Regions from separate parts of the Zea mays genome. Here region 2 is linked to region 1. The links are chromatin contacts, called in public Hi-C maps. All regions are on one chromosome and are shown on one strand. The core of a region is the stretch at or near the end of the contact, and the rest is flanking DNA. Distances in the headings are between cores, read along the strand shown.

Region 1 (4,779 bases), core at 2,081-4,580:
TCATGGACGGTCCGGTCGTTCATTGTGGATGGTTCACATCCCTACAGAGAGGAGAGAGGACCCTAAGGTCCCGCGTGCCTTACATCGAGCCTAAGATTTGTTTGGTGATTGGCCCTAAAGCGAGATAATAGATGTCAAGTCAAAGCTTGAGAGGCTCGCAGGAGGCAGAAGTCGATTCTATGAGTACCATAGCTCGGACGAACGCTTGTGCAGTCTTCTATACCATACTACATAGAGTAACATCATATATATACAACATCGTATATATATCATCTATATATTATACATATATATATATATATATATATGAAGGGTAGAGGCATGTGGAACAAGGAGCCTATTCGGTTATTCCAATTTCATGTGGATTCAAATGTATTGGAATGAATGGGATTGTATTTTAATTTAATATGGATTTAAACCGACTTAATACCACAAAAATCCACATGGATTAAGGGTGAAACAAACAAGACTATCTATAGCAGTATAAAACAATGTTTTGTACGTCCATTTTCACGGCCTGCTTGAGTTGGTGTAAGACCGACACTGTCTAAATATAAAGTATTATCTAGATATTCAATGAAAAATATACATTAAAAAACTTAAATAATTTATAATTTAGAACCGAGAGGATGCAGCAACCAAATGATAGAGGGAAAATAAAAAAATGCTGCATCATATCTCGTTTTACGGCAACAACAATAAAAGCATCCAACTTCCATAACATGCATGGGAAGGCAATCCTCGCGAACTACGTTTACGTCTGCCTTAGCTAAAATATTATCACTGACACAGAAAAAAAAGGACGCGGTTCATCGTATAAAGCCGACAGGGCACAACAAGCAGCAGCAGTAGAGGTGTCGCCGGCGTTTTAGGTCTGATCACTCTGAATTCTTGAGGGTGTTGCCGATGTCGATGACGAAGCGGTACCTGACGTCAGCCTTGGCCAGGCGCTCCATGGCCGTGTTCACGTAGTCCGCGGCCACCAGTTCTATGTCCGCCGTCACGCCGTGCTTGGCCGCCACGTTGATCATCTCCTGCGTGTCCCTCATGCCGCCGATGCAGCTCCCGGCCAGGGTCTTGTTCCCTGCAAAGTTTTTTATTATTATTATTATTATTATTATTATTATTATTATTATTATTATTATTATTATTATTATTATTATTATTATTATTATTATTATTATTATTATTATTATTATTATTATTATTATTATTTACACGTATACAACGATTATTATTTGACGGTTTCTGAAAAAAATGATTTGGTGCTACGTACCAATGATGAGATCAAAGGGCGGGATCTCGAGAGGCTTGGTGGGCAGGCCGACCATGATCATCTTGCCGTTGGGCTTGAGCAGGCCCATGTACGGGGCCAAGGTGAGGTTCGCCGACACCGTGTTGATGATGCCGTCCATGGTGCTCGCAGCCGCCTTCATTTCTTCGGCGTCCTTGCTGACGACGAAGGCGTCGGCGCCAAGCCGGTCGAGCGCCTCCTGCTTCTTCCCAGGCGACGTGCTGATGACCGTGACCTTGGCCCCGAACGCCTTGGCGAACTTGACGGCGACGTGGCCCAGGCCTCCCAGCCCCATCACGCCGACGTGCTTCCCCGGCACGTTCAGGCCGTGGTACTTCATGGGGCTGTACACTGTGATGCCCGCGCACAGCAGCGGCGCCCCCCGATCCAGCGGCATCGCGTCGGGGAACCGGACCACGAAGCGCTCGTGCACCACCACGCTGCTGGAGTAGCCGCCGTAGGTGACGGTGCCGTCGCGGTCGACGGAGTTGTAGGTGAAGATGACGGCCCGGCAGCTGTTCTCGAAGTCCTCGTCGCAGCTGCCGCACGACTGGCACGAGTTCACCATGCAGCCCACGCCGACGCGGTCCCCGGCCTTGAAGCTGGTCACGTTCTTGCCCACCTCCGTCACCACTCCGGCGATCTCGTGACTGCATGCATGCGATGTGTACGTACGTGTTCAGTGTTCAGAATGACAATAATACGAGATCGAGGTACAGATATATAGGCATATATGCATGGAATTATTAGTGACGACGCACCCAGGGACCATGGGGTACGTGGCGTTGTGCCACTCGTTCTTGATGCTGTGAAGGTCAGAGTGACACATCCCACAGTACAGGATCTTTATCGCTACATCGTCGTCCCCGGTGCTCCTGCATGTGTGTGACAGAAGTGACACATGCTCATAATATATAGTCACGGAATGGTCTATATTCAATTCAAACAAAAGACGATCTACATCATCTTGTCAATTGTCATGTTATCGGCCGATGAATTAACTAGAAAAAACTAAATTATTCTGAAAAGACTGTAGGCACCGGAAAGCCACCATACATTAAATATTATATAAATTTAGTAAAAGGATAAAACGAATTTTAATTTAGAACGAAGGGAGTAAGTAACAAGCGGGTGGACTTCCAAACATGAGATCAATTTCATCCAACGGCGGCCCCTTGTAACAGTTGGCGCATGAAAACACATCTGTTTTCGAATACATATAGTTCAATAGTTTATTTTTAAACTAAAATATAACCAATAAAAAAAGTAGGGAGTGAGTATTGTATGATTCAGAAGGCAAGGTAAGAAGGGACGAAGTCAGCGGTGGGGCGAGCGGGCCTCCAACCCCTCCTAACGCTGCTGAGTCAGCCGCACTAGAGCCTCTTTTAAAATTTTTAGCGTACATATATAATATAGAAATGACTTTTATATTACAGTTGTTTAGTTCAGCTCTTCTTAAAAAAAATTCTGGCTTTGTCCCCGGCGGTAAGGGCATGCCGGCCGGGAGAGGCATGCATGCCGTATACGTTGGCCTGCGCCAATCAGATCAAGCCGAGCGGCTCGCAGTCCGGTCGGCAGGTCGATCGGCGAGGACGGTGGCGACTGGCGAGACCCAGGCCGGGGCGTCCGCGCGCTGGACATTTCGGATGCCTCTCGACCGGCACGGCGCATGCATGCATGGGATCTAGAACGTTCTAGAAGGGCATCATCGCGCGTACGATGGACGTTCCCTATATATATAAATATGCCACAGATGCCGAACAAACAAGGCGGGGCACGCACCTGCGGGTGATGGTGAGCGGCGCGAGGTGGCCGGACGAGTCGTGCGCGGCGAGCGCCACCGCCGCCGCCGTGTGAGTGGGAGTGGGAGCCATCGGGACGGGATCCGATCCGGTGGGAGCGCGGAGCCCTTGTGTCCGTGCAAGGATCTGTATCGCTGGCGGCGGCCGCGCCGAGCGCGCGCCTGGAAAATGGCGAGAGAGGCGAGGCTGCGGATTTCGCTTTGGGGAATCGAATGATTCTACTTCTGGCAGGCACGGAACATTCGGGCAGGGGCCGGACCGCGCTTTATAGCCGCGTGGGAGAGGGAGCCAGTGAGGCTAGGTGGGGCCGGACGTGTCAGTGTGTGGGCCTCGGGGTGCAGTGCAGGGCTCCGTACTTCTGGCGTTCGATTCGATCCCCCGCTCGCGTATCGCATCGCATCGCGTATCGCTTTATAGTCGCAGGCAGCGAGCGAATGAAGGCGGCTTGCAATTCGTGTGCTCTGTTCTAGTGCCTGTGATGCGATGCGCGCGTGACTACTCGTAGTCGTAGCGCGGGTACACTGCGATGTGATTCGTCTGCTCCAGCGCCGGCATCTCGCTCCAGTTCGGGCTCCAGCGTGCCGCTCCCTGCGACCAGCTGTAGCTCTAGGCACCACGCAAGGTACGCCCACCGAAGGCACGACGACAACCAGCAAAGAATCCTCCAATGTAATGTAATCCGGACTTCTCATTTGCATGCAAATACAAATGCTGCTGCCAGCTTGCTGTTCCAATTTGCATGCAAATATGAATATGTCCTTGCAAACTCGCAAATGTTGCTTAGAGCATTGATGTATATATGAATGTTGTTCCAAATATGAATGTTGTTCCAATGTTGCTTAAGGACTTCTCATTTGCAGATGGCACAACCAGAAGAGAGAATGCCTCAACTAGAATTAATTGAGAATGTTCCGATGCCAGAGAACCTAACTGAAGAGCCTGTGAAGAGCCTGAAAAAGAGATTGCAGAAGCAACTGAAGAGAAAGAGGCGAAGAAAAAGAAAATTCTAGTGTTGTGAAGGAAGCAAGGCGCAACTGTTGCAAGATTATTATCGAGCATGAGGCAAAAAGTCAATGATATATATGCATTATTGTAAAGCCCTAAAAAAATTAGTGTAATAAAAAAAATATAAAAATAAATAAATGCATATATTGATATAAAAGTGTTTGGAATTGTGGAGCCTTTGGAGATTTATTAGGTTCTCTTTCTTTGTGCATAATCAATTAATAGGAATTATAAGGGTCAAACAACAAATAAATAAATACAGAAATATTCATCTCATTCTTGTATTATTGCATTTGTATCCAAGTTCGTGAAACCAGCTTGAAAATGAAAAAAGGATTTACTCTTACATTAGAATTATATTTGAAAGCTGAAATCATAAAATTCAAACAGGGTTTTGAATTTGAATTGGATTTTTGAAACTTCAAATAGGAAGCTTGAATTTAATTTGAATTTTAAGCACAAAACTTGATGTGAAATGAGAAATAGAAAAAAAAGGAGACACCCGCTCTTGGGCCACCTCTGCTCCGCGATAGCCAAAGTCCCTGCCTCGGCCCAACACGGCTTCTCCCTCTCGCGCCCACGTTCTCCACATCCCGCACCGGCCCAATAGCCTGGCCGCTTCTCTTTGGGTCTGTGACGCGTGGACCCAGCATGTCAGTCGGTTGACTCTGTGTACCA
Region 2 (4,823 bases), core at 729-3,228, 470 kb after region 1:
ACAGATGACTGTCCGCTGTAGGAGGAGACTGCCCAAACATACTTCGCAAGCGCCACCACTGCGTTCGGCGTCAACTAGTGGACTTGCACCTCAAACCTTCGCAACACCTCCACTACGAACCGATGCATCGTGAGGCAAAGACCGACAGTGAAAAAGGCCTAAAAACTATCAACTCGCCCTCCGGCTCGGGGACCTCTTTCGCACCTGGGGCCCACCCGACACCGTTACCAAAGTAACCCAGCCGCTGCATCTCCAGCACGCGGGCCGAGAAAATCCTTGAGGTGCCAAACTCCACGGTGTGGCCGGGCTGCAACTCAACCACTGCCAAGTCGCTCAAGGTCTCCTCGGACAACGGCGTGGCCGGCGACGCACTCGCAGCAGACGAGGAAGAAGACATTGCAACGTACCGTTAACGACGGCACACAGTTTGCTTGATACGGGCTAGATCTCCGGCGCAGAATGAGCAAGGAGGGCAAGCGAGCAACTGTAAAAGCTAGGGTTTCTGCAACGCAAACTCAAGCAGGTAGCGGTCTCGGTCGAGGTCGGGTTTTTATAGGCGCGGAGCGACGCCTCGAAAAACCCGCAGTCCAACAGTAACACGTCCATCAACGGTCACATTTCAAAAACCCCCACGGGACCACTTCGAGTGAGGGCAGCGTTTTCACCATCTCACGGTAGTCTTCGACACCAGCTGACTTGGTCGAACTGGCCCCTCGGAGGGCAAATGTTGGGGCGAAGGCGAACACGCCACCCTTCGCTCGACGACACCTACCTCGCAACCGCACAGACGAAGGCCGCTCCTGCAGGCCCCGCCGGACAGATCGCGGACACCGTCCATACGAAGGCCTGTTCGGCCCCCTTCGCTCCAATGGGTCTTCAATGGGGCTCTATGCACTCAACAACGGTAGGGGGCAGGGGCTCGAGCCCCGCTCACCCCACCGCTACATGTCCCTGTACAAGGGAGAATAACATGCCTACACTACACTTAACGATTATGGAAACTGATGCTTTATAACAGTAGAGATTTGCTGTCTCTATGAATTACAGCTGCAACAGTTTAAACAGTAGGCTTTAATCCGAAGCGATTATATAGTGGTATAGATATAGACGAGAGTTCTTCAAGCGGATTTTTTTACCATGTGGGTTAGAGAGTTGCACATGAAAATTCTTTTATTTTCAACTATTTTAATTGTGCGTGGTCGCAACATACTAACACTGTTTCCACCGTCCCTGGCAAATAGTTATTAGTAGTTATTAGTTCCAAACCTATGTTCAGACCCACATAGCCAACAAAACACATGTGTCTTTGTGTTTTATTTTTTATATTAAAAAATTAAATGAAAATCGTACCAACGTACATACATTTTACTAATATATATACTGTTGAAATATTATATAAAAAACGCGAGGGTTATCCCGCCCGGTCAATCAAACTATGGCTATAGCCTATTGATGTGTACACGTAGCAGGTGTACAACTGCTGTAACAGCACTGCAGTAGTCCTACTTTACTACAGTAGGAGAATAGGAGTAAAGCGAACAGGCTTTTTCACTCGTTCTTTTCTTTATCTATGGCAGGACAGTTCCACCTCCACCTCCAAGTGCTTCCTTGTTTTGGCGAAAAAAAGAGCAGAAGCACAGAAAATAGGGGGGAAATTAAGAAGCGTAGAAAACGGAAAATAACCCTTGAGCTGACATGTGGGTGTGGCTGGACGTAGTACAGTTGTACTTGTACGGTTGATCCTCGAGATGCGCTGTGCAGCCTGGGCTATCTTTTCTACTGCGCAGTGGGCCTCCACCATCCTTGGTCCACGCTTCCTCTCCGGCCCACCACGGGCTGCTGCTGCCTGCCTCTGCGTCTGCTAGTCTGCAACTGCAACCACAGCTCTGACCTCTCCTCTACGGCTCTACCAGACTCCAAAAGTCCCAAGTCCCAGCATCCCTCCCCCGTGGCGTTGGCGTGCCCCGTCCCCTCGTCCCCGTCTCGGTCTCAAAAGCCTCGCACACCAGTGCACCACCACCACGGGCCACGGCACCATCTCCAGACTCCCGAGGGGACCATCACCGCCGCCTGCCCTTCCTTCTCCCACCTGCACCGCCGCCTCCAATTCCCGCCCGCCCCACTGCCATTGTGCGCCCCCGGAATGGCGTCACGCGGAGGAGATCCGGTAAGCTCCGGCCTGATTTTCAACTCTCTCCTCCCACATCTTCTCCTGGGGCGGAGCATTTGAATCGAACCCCCCAAAATCGCCCTCCCTCGAACGGTAGCCCCCAATCCGTACAGATTGTGGCCGATAGATTGGTTGACTCACGTGCCCTGCGCTCGCTCGCTTTGGGGGTGCTAACCTAATCGGTGACCCTCCTGTACCTCGATTGGGGCCTCGTTCTCCTCAGCATTGACCTCAGCGGTTTCCTTTTAGACAATGCTGCTGGTTTGCTGGTTGTTTCCACCATTCACGAGCGTGTACCTGTGCCCGAGACGCCGAAGTGATGTTCCCCCACTTTTTGGTATGTTGTGCAGGTAAACCAACTCTAGCTGAAGTGACGAGTGGCAGCATTGTTCAACCGTGCGGCTTCTGCTTGGCTGGTAGGTGAATGCCGTTCGATTATAAATTGTTCCTGTATAGCGTTTCACCTGCCTGTATTCTTCTAGCGCCTATTGATAAAACTGTTATTTAGCTTGTTTGGTTGCGTCTGGATTAAAGTGGATTAGAGAGGATTCTATTCAATTTCGATTAGTGAGGGATTTAATCCCCCTCAATCCACTTCGATCCAGACGCAACCGAACACGGCCTAATGCGTGTCCATACCATGTGATCTTCTTGACAAGTTCAGTTATGAAGCCTTCATAAGGCAACCCATATGTTCCTGTGGTGCTTCCATATTTGAGTGAGTACAGTACACGATGCCTTTCCCTGAGTCTGCCCAATCTTTTTCAGTCCTCTTGATTCCCTTGTTGCGATGTTAGGGTGCGTTTGGTTGCCGGACAGTCAGGACAGAGACGTTCCTTGACGTCCTCTCTCATCCCTCCAATTTTCAGGAATAACTGGGGACAACATTGAGATAGTTCTGTCTCAACCCTTGACTCTGAACCAAACAACCTTATTTGAAAGATCGTCTCATCCCGTCCCGTCCTGTCATTGCAACCAAACACACTTAAGCAATATGGTAGGTCAGATCCTCATAGGAACATGTTGATGCAATTAAAACCAAACTTTTTTTACATCTAAACATAAATATTTAGAACTTGAGATCACAAACCTGTGTAATAACAAAAAACTATGATTTGGGTTGACTTGGAAGTTTTGGAAATTATATTTGCAAAATCTGGCATTTCTGGTAACTTAAAATATGCCTTGAAAATAAAAGTTACGCAACCTAGGGCCCAACTAGAGTCTATATTAGCTATGTAGCTACTCACTTGTTGCTTGGTGATTATATGAGCATTGTGAAGTGAGTAACTCAAGGCTGGTTGTAATTGCATACAAATATGCCATCTATGGGCTATGGCTGCTGCCCACACAAGCTAGTTGGACACCTGGGTACTCTGTTGTCACTCTAGGTGCTAGGTGCCAAAACGCTGCCGCCTAGGACACCTTTCCTGCCTAATAGAACACTGGTCGATCGATTAAGTCTTTCCATCGCTGAAGCAATAAGAGTTCCTTTCCCGAACGAACTCTCAAAAGCTTGTCTCCATTGTTTGCATGTTGTGCGAAAGTCTCCCAAGATTGGCAGTTGTGGTGTTGAGGATCCATAATCCCTGAAAGGCTGCCAAGGTGATGAGAATATCTAAACCCTAAAGGCAGTGCAAGAGTGGAAAAAATATGAGGGATCCATAATCCCTCATATTTTTTCCACTCTTCATTCTTTCCAACCTGTGATGTGCTATTTTTTTGCAGCACCTAATCCCTCAGTTCATTTTCCACTCTTCATTCTTTTTTAATCTGTGCTACTTTCATTTGAGCCATGTTATCGTAAATGTTCAAATGGACTAAACAATCACCTAGCGTCTATCAATTTATTCAAGCTAAAAGTCCATTTAAACGGACTAAACAGGATCAACAAGCCATTGTGTAGAGGTGTGTAAATGGGCTAAACGGCCGTGTAGGCGACAGTTTTGAGGCCAGCGTTTGAAATTGTAATCTGTTGAGCTGTTAGTTGCTTAGCTTTTAGGATCTCTTGAAACTTGGTAATGCTTTATGTTGCAAAATCTTGGAATTAATTTTTAAATAGCAATTATCGATTGTTATGGAAAATATCCAACAATGTGATTACTGAATTGAGGTATGAGCTAGTGAGAATTCACCCATGCCTAGTTTTGGTGATCCTATCATGTTTAGGGTAATGTGTGATGTTGTATAAATAGGAAGTCCTAGTCTATGCATATGTAGTTATGTCAGTGAAATTAAATATTACTTTATGAAATTCCTTTCAAGGCAATGATTCTATAACAGCAGAGCTGTTGGGTGAATTTATATAAACATTGTAGATGTGCCTCATAAGTTTCAAATTTGTAGAAACTAGAAACGAGATAGATGTACCTCATAAAGTGATGTATCATTGAAGATTTGAAGAGAATCTAGCTTCAGTTTTAAAACAGCGTCTAGGCAACATGTCATTTGTGTGGTATCCACCCAGTTTTGTCGCTCGGTCCGTGCCCTACAGTGTGACAATGGCCGCGAGTTCGACAACCACGTCTCCCGTTCTTTCTTTTTCACTCATGGCGTCCAGTTGCGTCTCTCGTGCCCCTACACCTCTGCCCAGAACGGTCGGGCCGAACGCACGATTCGCACCACCACCAATATGATTCGCTGCCTTCTCTTC

Evidence for each region. Hi-C and Micro-C count contacts between places; a contact is called where the count stands out from the background.
Region 2: a Hi-C map of leaf mesophyll shows a contact between it and region 1, with 2.8 times the contacts expected there. The contact joins the promoter of LOC100274676 here to the promoter of LOC100281336 in region 1. A contact is called at or near these places in 5 of 25 Hi-C or Micro-C datasets (bundle sheath, ear, leaf and 2 more).

The regions. Positions count from the first base shown.
Region 1 is chr10:65,551,784-65,556,562 of Zm-B73-REFERENCE-NAM-5.0, forward strand. LOC100281336 reads right to left here and starts at 3,331. Exons shown (of 4, transcript NM_001353052.1): 1 at 3,077-3,331; 2 at 2,056-2,169; 3 at 1,277-1,944; 4 at 647-1,084. The coding sequence starts at 3,168. The coding sequence ends at 879.
Region 2 is chr10:66,024,998-66,029,820 of Zm-B73-REFERENCE-NAM-5.0, forward strand. It overlaps LOC100274676, which reads left to right and starts at 1,979. Exons shown (of 5, transcript NM_001148996.2): 1 at 1,979-2,167; 2 at 2,521-2,586.